Linked DNA regions of Bos taurus: region 1 is linked to region 2. A link is a contact called in public Hi-C data. All regions are on one chromosome and are shown on one strand. The core of a region is the stretch at or near the end of the contact, and the rest is flanking DNA. Distances in the headings are between cores, read along the strand shown.

Region 1 (5,629 bases), core at 1,944-4,443, 43 kb after region 2:
ACAGTAGGATTTGATTTGTGATTTGTGGAGAACTGCGGCAAACTTGAGGGCCCATGCTTACCTAAAGGGGGTGAAAAAGGTGCGTGTCCCATTTGAAGAGGGCAATTAGAGAACTTATGCCTGATAGAGGAGGGTCCACTCCCATCTATGGAGGGACTGAGTCACATCTGAAGGGCAGTTTCTACTTAACTCCTGCCTCAAGATAGTGCAGACAGATGACAGATTTTTTTTTTTAATCCTGAAATCTATTTCTATGTGAAATTTCCAGTTCACATAAAAGGCCTCCTAAGTCAAATAATTAGAAAATACATAGACCACAAAAAGCATGTCTGCAGGCTATGTGGCCTGTGGGCCACCAGTGAGCAACTTCTAGAAGAGGAACATTCCATGAATACATTCTCACTCCTTGTATAGTAAAATATTTTGGTGAAAAAAAAAATTCTTCAAATAATTCCACACAGAGCAAAGAGTTCAACATACAAATAAATCTCTTCCTGCATATTTCTATATCTAGGACACCAAGGGCCAAAAATAACCTTAGAAACCTATGAAGGATTTTGTTGTTATTTATTCCTCAGGATTTAGCCAATTGCTGGTGGGCAGACTGTTCAAAGTCTGTGCATAGGAAAAGATAAGTTGATGCCTGCTGATAAAGCTATTTTCTAGGTATATGCTTGTGAAATGTGATATTCCTTACATTTTCCATGGTATCATAGAGGGGTTGAAGCATCAACAAATAGTCCACAAAACTGTCACCTTCAGATCTTAAAAGAGAGGGTAGAAAGAGCTTAGAAGAAATTACTGTGTTTGTTAAGGAATCTTTCTATTGGCTCTGGATGAGCTTCACAATTACAGAGAATGTTCCTGGGGGGTGCTGACTGGAAGCGATCAGTGGCTGAAAAGTATTAAGCCACCGATGTTTTAATTAACTCGTTCCACTCCATTTTGGAGCTTACAGCTGAGGACAAAAAGGAATCCTATTTCAATATCCAAAGTCACTGTAAATGTTAAGCTCTGCTTTTGACTGACAGTCTCCCACACGCTCGCATACCCTAAACTAGCAACTCTAAATTTAGATCATTTGTAAAACCCAACAGGTTTCTAGAGCATGTGACAATCTAGATATTCCTGCATCGCTTATCCACAGAAGCCGTCTCTTGTGGGGGAAATGTACTCTGACACCCACTTTGATAGGTAACAGGCACGTTAAAATGGGATCACCTCAGTTAGAACAAGGAGAGAGAAATCTTAGACCGGATGAACTACAGAGTATCTCATCCTGAGAGGAACACACTCAATTCCCTTTATACACACAGAGATGTGTTAAAAATTGGCTGAGGAGAATTGAATTATCAATGCGTCATTCCAAGGTATCTATGTGTTCTGCAGACACATCGTCACCAAGTAATTGATCCACCTACAACTATCCAAAAAGTTACTGGGCATGTATTGGATCTGAGGTCCAACTGATACAGCAACCCTAGTTATTGACATGCAACACAACAAGTTAATTCCATATTCTACTACTTATTTTCCCGTGTTTCCAATACCAGATTGAAAACAAATTCCCTAAGAAGAATGTGGCTTGAAGATATTCATGTTCCAGTCCAATCTAGGCAGTATGGGGTTAAATATATTATCTATCTATATATTAATATATTATATATAATATATATTAATATCTATGTATGTTTAATATATAAATATATTATTTAAATAATATTTTAATATATTATTTATGTCTTAAAATATTCAATTAGGAAATAGCGACAACAATGTATAAAAAGGGACAAAAAAATTATTCCAAATTAAACCAAAATGATGTTTTAGCAATCTGCTATGCGATTTACTGTAAAAAACAGTTAAAGAATTCTCTCTTATTACCGGGAAAAGGCATATTTTTGAAGTTATGAAATTCAGAACCTAAGACAGCAATAAAAAAGGATATTTTTGGTAAAGTATATTGAGATTTTTGAGAAGCAGGAAATAAAATAAAATAGCATTATCATAAAGTAGCATCTCGAATAGAATTTCTATTTGAAAAACTAGTCTTCAGTAACTTCTCTTGGCTCCTACATTCTTTTTTCTTGTGACCCTTTATCTCTAATACTGTAATGACCTTAATGATAAACATGTTTTACCTAAGAAATCTACTTACTTTAATGTTGATTTTATTTTAATGACAATATTGAATACACCTCACTTTGAGAAAGACTTTTTGCAAAAGATGAGTCAAATTCAATTAAGTGTAAACTGACCATTTCCCAACCATGTCCCCTAGGATAATGTTCCCAAGATATTTCATAATCTTAATTGGGTCAACACTGCAGTTGACTTGAATAGCAGAAGCCCAGGGGAAGTTGCTATGCTGAGTCTGACACTTAATGAAGATGGAGTTATGCTTTTCCTTGAATGAACACCCCATTATGGAAATGAAGTCCCCAGAGTAGACTTAAGAGTGTGGTCAAAACATTGCTTTGCAAGGTCAGTGAAGGTCTGATTCATCATTTGGGTAGAAGTCAGGACACAAACTCTAACTGCGATGGTGGGAACATTTCAATGCAGACTACTGCATTCTGCTCAAATTCCTGCTGTCATTTCAATTAGAACCGGTGTTCTTTCTTACCAATTCCCTCAAAACCATAGTGTTGCTGTGATCTGCCAAGGCGATATTAGGTTTCCTTAATAAAGATAGATACATCACAGCAGTGGGTTAAGTGAGAGAGCTAACAGTTAATTCCTGCTTCATTAAGTCAAACCAAATAATTCTCATTTAAATGAAGAAACCCATCCTGCTTCCCAGTAAATATTTGGTATCAGAGCAGCAATGAAAGCTTGTGCTATGTAAACCTTGAAGCAACTCAGCAGCAGCAGCAGGACATTTCCACAAGTACTCCACCGAGAACGATAAAACATTCAAAACAAAATGACACTGGGCCAAATCAATGGGTAAGGAAGTTTTGTAAAAGCTCTTCTTAGAGTTTGTGGTTTGGGGGGTTTTGTTTGTTTTTATGAAGTGTGTGTGTTCACTCTCTTATTCAATCGTGAAGACACTGCAGTTCTCCCTGGGCCTCTCAGCCATTAGAATGGATTAGAAAATCCTACTGAATAATCTCTGCGAATCATCCTACAGAAAGTGCCTGGGCTTTTCAGGCTAAGTGCACGTTATACATATAAATCATGATCACTCTGGGGTTGATTAGGAAAGGAGAGGTATTTTGCAATCTTGGCAATGTGTGTATGCCTGTGGCAACTGATTAGCTCTTTCAAATTAATAGCTTAAAATTAAAAGAAGCCCGAGGTTAGAATAAAAGGAAATGGTTTTTCCATGTAAAGAAAGCTTCATCCTCCTCCAAAAAGCCCCCTCCCTCCCCCTCATCCTTTCCCTTCCTCTAATTATCCAGTCTCAGAATGATATCTATCAGTGGGAGGAGTTACAGAAGTATGGCTTCTTACATGAGTTTCCGGATCTGACTGAAGGAGAAGCAGTGGGCACAACTAGAAACAAAGATGTCCAGTAAATGAACGTGTCTGTAGTCATTTCATACCTGGGGCTCGGAAGTTTCTCAGGAGGAGTTGCCTAGCTGTGAGTCGGGCTGAATCCTTTCTTCTCTCTGCCATATGACATCCTGCCTGGGTCAGGCAGCTTCTGGAGATACCCTCTGCCCACAAGCAGCCCAGGACACCAGGATCTCCCATTCAGTGAGAACCACAAGAAAAACAAAAAACCCAGCAAAGAAAACAAACACATACTCCATTTCCAGGGTCGGTGGAGGACCCAGGGTTAGGGAGAATGGGTTATGCAGTTGATGTTCATAGGTGGAAAGAGGATCTGGGTTTCCAGAAAGAATTTAAAAGACTTGCTTTTTTTTTTTTTCCATTTTGTTTTCTTGACAATCAGGCCTCGATTTTATTTTGGAAAATATTAGAGATTAAACTTATACTGCTATCTTAGCTGATCTTCTGAAATTAAAGAAGAAAGAAAAAAAAATCCTGTCTTTGAAAGACCCTTTTTCAAGCAGTAGAAAATATACCTTGACATTCTTGCTGCGTCTCCGAGAAATCAGGCAGCCTGAAGTTTGTCTAAACTCAGGACTTTTCTGTTAGTTAACCAAGATGGGCAAGGCTTTATTTCTCTATCTGTTGAGTTTATTTCCTAATGATCCCTCCTCTTTATTTGATAAAGAGAAGCTGTCCCTCACGCAATTTTAATTTTGTCTTAAAGATAAGAAAGCCATTATATAGGCAAAACTAATTTCTTTCCATCCAATTACCTACTTAGAATACATACTAACAGGTTATACCCTTCGGTCTTAAAAGATTAGTACCACGGTCAGCTACTAGTAAAAGACTGATTGGAAAGAGAAAGAAAAAAGCTTTGATATCAAGCAGATGTGTTTTCAAATTCCAGTTCTGCCACATACAAGCTGAGTGACACTGGAGTGAGTTGCTAAATGTCTGTGAACATCTGGGTCTTCATCTCTAAAAGATGGGGCTTATAATATGTACTTGACAGCATTGTATGGGAATGACTTTAGATAACAAAGAATAAACACCTATCATGGTAGGTCTTGTATATTCATTTTATTCCTTCCAATTAGAAAATACTTTATGGAGATTCAGTTGGTATCCTTAGAATGCCTACTCAGTCCAACTAGCTCTGTGGTGAGTGAATGAGTGAGTGAAGTAGCTCAGTCATGTCTGACTCTTTGCGACCCTGTGGACTGTAGCCCACCAGGCTGCTCCGTCCATGGGATTCTCCAGGCAAGAGTACTGGAGTGGGTTGCCATTTCCTTCTCCAGCTCTGTGGTAGGCATTGTGAAAAAATAATAAAGGATGAGAAAGCCCAGACAATGCCTCAGAAGAATATTCCTTCTATTTGAGGAGACAAGAGGTATAAATAAACTCCTATTTGCAACTGGGAAGCAATTAGGGTACCTACAGACAAGTATTAGATGTTATGGTATAAACAGCAGGTGCTAGGCAAGATCATGGGAAAGAGAATTTATTTAGGCTTTCATGACATACAGAATTTTAATTGGCATAAACAAAACAAACCACTTTAAAAACAAGCCAACCTAGGGATTTTTTTTTTAATGGAAAGAAAATGATTGAGATTTGAGGGTAGAAATGAACAGAGCATATATCTTGAGGAAACTGACCGACTCAGAGTAGAGAGCTTTATTGTGGAAAATCATACAAAAGAGTAAAGTTGGGACCAAGTTAAAAAGAGCCTTGAACATTATCCTAATTAGAATATGGTCTATAAAGTCTTTAGAAAGAGAGGCTGTGGCTCTTCAGGATGCACTGGAGACAGGGCATGGGTCTGGGGACTTTTCTAGAGTCGTGAGAGGGAAGGTAACTTGTTTGTGCTTCTCAAATGCTTCTTTCTTCTTCTTTTTCCAGGCAAGGTTTTATTGGGGCCTCTGCTACAGCAAGAGGGGAAGTGATAACAAACAACAGGTTCCTTTGCTGCTGGCTCCCGAAGGGCTGAGTTTGCTCCTTATTGAGGTGAGGGGAGGTGTGTGTTCAGGAGCCGGGCCAGAGCAGTGGCTTAGGTGGTTTGCACACCCCTTTGGTGGTGCTGTATGCAGGGGGCACGCACAGTCCCACGGTGCCTTGCACTTGT
Region 2 (5,910 bases), core at 2,052-4,551:
TATGAAGTAATATACAGACTGGTCAAAAGATTGATTTTAAGATGATCAGTTTTAACAGTAACACTAATTTAAAAGGTCAAAAAATGTTCCTCATTCAGCCTTCTTGAAAACTAGCATTTTTAAAAACACTTGTAGGAGAAAAACAAAAGGCAGTTCAGGTGAATAATAAATCTACATAATTTTCATCAATAAGAAATTTCACTCTCCTGTCTCATTTTTGTGTACCCATGAAGTAGCTGAACATCTAACCACAGATCATGACTTCAGCCTTCATTCTTCCACAGCCAATAAATGGTACAAATGAATGAAGTGATAGTATAGCAAAATAAGTCAGCTAACACAGAGCTAAAAGAGACTCATAAATCATCTAGTTTGACAACTCATCAATTTCACAGATATTGCAGGTATAGGGAGAGAGGGAGTGACTTGTTAGGGCTCCAGATTGATTAGACCCCTAGTCTCTATTTCCAAGGCAGAAATCTGCCTATAGCACTTGGCTACATCTGTCATTCTAGGATAAGACGGTTGCACGAATCTAATTTTTATAAATTTAACTGCGAACCCAAAAGTGCAACTGAAGGGGAGGTAACATTTGAATTCAACCACTAAAGACAAAAACCTCATCAATCTTAAGCAGTATTTTCAATAGTATAATTTGTCTCCTTACAACCACACAAAATGTTATGGCTTTTCCATTCATTATCTGTGGCATCAGAATCAAGATTCTAAGTCCCTGCTTTAGAGATGCCAGATTCGTCTCCCAAGGAAGGGAGTATACCCTTATTTCCTCATCTCCTGTTCAAGCAGATATTCTCTCTGGGGTCATCCGAATGCTCCTCCAAAGTCCAATTGTTCCAGGCCACCTCTGGAGACTGATGAAGTTGAACCCACCTTTTCCTCTGCCATATTAGGTACCTTACCAACATAGACCATCACCTAGCTTTGCCCTTTCAATTTTCTTAACCATTTCTTTTTTCTCCTAGAGAGGTGTTATTCGACTGATATTTTTTTCTGTGTGTCTATTGTAGCTTATTAGCTAGTAGCTAATTTTGAACTGTAAGAATGCAGTGTTAGTAATAATATAAGAAGTGTGAATTGTGATAAATAATATTTAAATATTTAATATATGGATAAGAATAAATTAAATTTAAAAAACAATAAATACAAATGGTTTATGATTTTCTATTCCAAAAGTCAGTAGGGTCTCAAACATCAGATTAAGTGTCTGCTGCTGCTGTTGCTAAGTCGCTTCAGTCGTGTCCGACTCTGTGCGACCCCATAGACGGCAGCCCACCAGGCTCCCCCATCCCTGGGCTAGTGGAGCATATAAAATAGAGCAAGACTGAAAATGCACCAAGGGTGAAATAAATTCTAAGGCTTTAATAGTCCATTAGACCACTGGAAAGTACTAGGCTTAGTAGCCAGAAATGTTGCCACCTCTAGGAAAACAAAGGATTGACCAACATGTAGTAGAAGAATGCCAACAAGAAACTTGCTAATCCGTAGCTGATCATCTCCACTTTTTGCCTGAAAGGTGTAACAGAGCATCAACTGTGAACCCTGATGTCTGTCAAAAATGCCCGAGGTCCTCCTCCCTCCCCCCCAAATAAAATAACCATTAATAATAGGATCCAACAAGCTGCCACACTTTTTAATCTGTTATGAAAATCTCAACATCCAAGCATTTTTATTTTTATTTCCTTTTAGAAGTCACTTCTACATTTGCCCTAAACCTCACCTGACTAGTTGTTTTCCTCCCAAATCTCTGATCGGGCGTATACTCTGGTGAACTGTAACCTCCTTGTTTCTTAGCCTAGGCTTATCACCATGGTCTATGTTTTAAATTAAGACACAGCCATCACATGCTAAGCTCTAGCCGCTGTCTTCAGAAGGAAAGAATAATTATTCACCCCATCTGAGTCTGACTGTACCAGACATTAATCAAGAGGGCAAAAGCCTGATCCCTGAACTCTTCCCCTTTATGCACCCAGTTCAGAGACCCTCCCAGGCCATCAGATCATCGAGGTCTAAATATAGATCTACGCGCACCAGCAGTCCCTGACCACCGTCACATGGTGCTGCTGACGAATGACTCCTTGGAGACGCTTTCGACCCAAACACACGTACACAAATTTGTGTGCATATCCATCCATATACACTATACCCACCGTATTCGTTAGCAAAGATGGGCATATCCATCCACTCAGAAAAGAGGGTCGCTCCCTAGAGATGCCCTCTTGGTACACTTGCGCCACTCTGCACTGTCAGAGGACTTAGCTACGTTGCTCTCCCTTGATCTGCGCGGATCACGTTGGGGTAAGGTGAGAATCAATATTCCAGTGGTACGTAGACAGACAGACACACCTACGTACCCTCCAGCCCCCCTGTTCTGCTTTTTCTCAGGAACAGCACTGAAGTTTCCACGGTTCCCCGAGAAAGAAGCTTCCCTCCCGCCAGCAGCCCGCGAGGCTCCCAGGTACCCACAGTTCAGATTACTATCTCCCAGCCAGGTGACCCAAGACGACTCACCTGAGCTCAGGCAAGAGCAAGGGGACACTCTGTCCCAAGTAGCCAGCCAAACGGAGGAATTAAAGAATATCACCGTGTCAGTGGTGAGCACATGACTTCTGTTCCCTTGTCTCTTTTAAGAGTCAAACCTTAAGATTTTAAGGCTCCGACACCAAAAATAAACAGCACCCCTCCCCCCCCCACCCACGCACGAAAACTAGCCAAGAAGTAGAAGAAAACAACCTAGGAAGGGCGAAGAGGATGAAGAAAGGATGAACAGCGACTAGGACTCGGACAGATCCTCAAAAACTGTACCAAGATCTCGAGACAGAGGCCTGGCTGTGGGATCCGACTGAGAAAAACAAGGCAAAAGCCCAAGCCTGTCCCCTCCTGGACCCCATCGACTTGGGTCCCGCACCTGTTGGCACCGTGACCGCTCCAAAGGTGGCCCCAGACGCCCTCGGTGGCCAGGCAGGAGAAGTCCCCACTCCACTCGCTTTCGCGGAACGCTCTGCACCAGGAGCGTTCGCTCGCCCTGCTCTCCCGCAGCCTCCAGGGGCACCGACAGCGGGAGCGAGTCCGAGAGCCTGGGAGAGGGCAGCGCGCGGCAGGGTCGCGCGTTCCCGCAGCCGGGCTCTGGTTTCTCCCAAGAGAACTACTGATCAGGGAACAACTCACCTGCAGATGGACCCCTCGTCCTCGGCTTCCCGACTTTTTTCCGTGTGCCCACCAACGCAACCAAAGGACAGGGAACGAAAGCGCGCGGGAAGATGAGGGGGAAAAAAAGAACTCTGTCCAACCAGTCCGGTGCCTTGTTTATACTGAAACTACGGCCGCGGCCGGGGCGCACACCCACTTGGCTCCGAAGGCCCGCCCCCGCCGTCAGCCCCGCCCCGCGCCCGTCCTCACGGGCCAATCACGGCGAAGATCCCCGCCCACTCCGCCACCGCCCCCGGCGCCCGGGACCCGCCCACGCGTCCCCTGAGGCCCGGGACTCCAGCAGCGAGGTTGCCTCCGTACCCTCCCACGCTGCGGAGGCCGGCGGAGCCCGGCGCCGCAGTGTTTACCAGCGCTGGTTCGGCTCGCTCGGTCGGCGTGCGCTTCCTCCCAAGTGCACCTGCCGGGGGCTGTTTGTGCAGTCATGTGTGTGCCTGTGTGTGTTCGTTTACTTGTGTGCTACCTGTAAGTACCGGCTCGACTTGTTATACCGTCTCTATTAACATAATTATGAGCTAGAGGTTATTGTCCGTGTAACTTTCAGAAGAGAGCGGAGAGAAACCACAAGAACATTCGCTCAGCAAATATTTACAGAAAACCTGAGTGCTAGGGTTGTGCCAAACGCTGGGGGCACACTCCAGGTTGGTCCCTGACATTATGAAGCTTACAGTTTAGTGGAGGACAAACATTTAAAAAATCGTCACCCGAACAAAACGTAAAATTGAGGCTGTTACAGGTGCAACAATGAAAGGGAACTGTGCTGTGAAATAAGATTCTGGAGGCAAAGGGGTGGCCTGACCTCAGTAAATGTCTTGCTGTCATGGTAACCTTATACTTTATCATTGGATACTTGATAACTATTTTAGAAAAAGAGGTAAAACCCCCAGTACTTCACCTTGTACGAAGAAAAAGAGACTGGAGGGAAGAAAAGATGAAAAACAGGGGAAGGAAGAGATGCAAGAAAAGGACAAAATCTTAAAGCATCAGGAGGATACATGTGTATGTATGGCTGAGTCCTTTTGCTGTCTACCTGAAACTATCACAGCATTGTTAATTGGCTATATGAAGTGAAGTGAACTGAAAGTAGCTCAGTCCTGTCTACTCTTTGCCACACCATGGACTGTAGCCTGCCAGGCTCCTCTGTCCATGAAATTCTCCAGGTCACAGTACTAGAGTGGGTAGCCATTCCTTTCTCCAGGGCATTTTTCTAACCCAGGGATCAAACCCAGGTCTCGATTGCAGGCGGATTCTTTACAGTCTGAACCACCAGGGAAACCCAGTTGGCTCTATGCTCCAATACAATATAAAACACACACACACACACACACACACACACAGACTCTTGCCTGCTATGTGACCTTGGATAAGTAAAGCAGCTTTTCTGAGCTTCCGTTTTCCCATGTATAAAACAACATTATTCATACCTGGCCTATAGGACTATAATTAGGATTACTGAGATAGAGGAATGTTTTTTTGTCTCTGTGCCATCTTCCCTCCCTCCCTCCTCCTTCCTGGGATGGAAACAGTGCTCTTGAAGCTCACCTTGCCTGTGCTTAGCTCATCCCTTCCCTCAGCTTCTTCATCGGTGCCTCCTGGGGTTTCTCTTTCATTAATTATACTCCATCCTTCTCTTCTACAAATGGGTCTCCCCCACCCCACAACTCCCCTCTACCTCCCCATCCCCTTCCCCCCTCCCCGCACCATGACTCAGGAAGCCACTCTCACTTATCTGAGCTTCTCTACAGTTTAAAGAAGGAGCCATAAGGTCAAGACAGCTTGGCATGGCCAGCTAGCTATTCAGAGTAAAGCACCAGGCTTGTGTGGCCCAGCCCTGTTGTGGTTGTGCTGGTTGGCTAGTTTTTCCAGCTCAGTTTTCCACCCTGGTTCTGCAGCAAAAAGCCATAACAGGTTGGGCAAGTCATTTCCAATCCTGAGGTTCCTGCTCCTGTAGCAATAAATAATAGTTGGAGTAAATCATGATTTCTTAATGGAAATGTTTGACATCCTTTGTAGTAGCCTCCGGATATACCCACCAGCCCAAAAGATTTGCCCAGTTTTACATTCTGCAGTTTTTCTTTCTTCCATCCAAATAAAAGAAGTTTGTTTTAATTTCTCAAAAATATATAATAGATACTATGATACTATTGATTCGGTGCTTTTCCAAACCACATTCCTGCTCCCCATTCTGGCTCATCCCCCAGGGCCCCTTCCAGCTCTCTGTGTGAGAGTAATACATAAGAAGACTGCTCCAGAGTTAGGTGGCTCAAACTCTAATCCTCTATCTCTTACCCAGTGATCAAACCTTAGAAAAGGCAAGGAAGGATTCTTGAGGCCCAGCTGACTCATCTAAAAAATAGCAGTCATGCTTTATAAAAGCAAATTCTTCATGGAACAAGATGAAAAGATGTAATACACAAAATAAGCTTGGAAAAGTATCCCTTGGAGAAGCATTCTCTGACCTCATTATTATTTTTTAAATTCGTTTTAGTATTTGTTTAATGCTTCCCAGGTGGCGCTAGTGGTAAAGAATCCGCCTGCCAATGCAAGAGATACTGGAGACATGGGTTTGATCTCTGGGTGGGGAAGATCTCCTGGAGAAGGGAATCGCAACCCACTCCAGTATTCTTGCCTGAAAAATCCCACGGACAGAGAAGCCTAGTGGGCTACAGACCATGGTGTGGCAAA

Evidence for each region. Hi-C and Micro-C count contacts between places; a contact is called where the count stands out from the background.
Region 1: a contact with region 2 is called in a Hi-C map of liver, with 2.5 times the contacts expected there. The contact joins the enhancer-like site here to the promoter of RASGEF1B in region 2. A contact is called at or near these places in 2 of 11 Hi-C or Micro-C datasets (liver and skeletal muscle).

Annotation. Positions count from the first base shown.
Region 1 is chr6:96,292,363-96,297,991 of ARS-UCD2.0, forward strand. It overlaps a transcript of RASGEF1B not described here. Among named protein-coding and RNA genes, the nearest start is that of TRNAG-CCC, 15 kb to the right of the region's middle. Within about 2 kb of position 3,194, at least 2 of the 102 cell types and tissues checked have an H3K27ac peak or open chromatin away from gene starts, as enhancers often do. A contact at or near this core is called in liver, where this site is marked.
Region 2 is chr6:96,249,302-96,255,211 of ARS-UCD2.0, forward strand. RASGEF1B (RasGEF domain family member 1B) reads right to left here and starts at 3,302. Exons shown (of 14, transcript NM_001083649.1): 1 at 3,187-3,302. It overlaps LOC112447109 (a long non-coding RNA gene), which reads left to right and starts at 3,372. Exons shown (of 3, transcript XR_003035202.2): 1 at 3,372-3,690.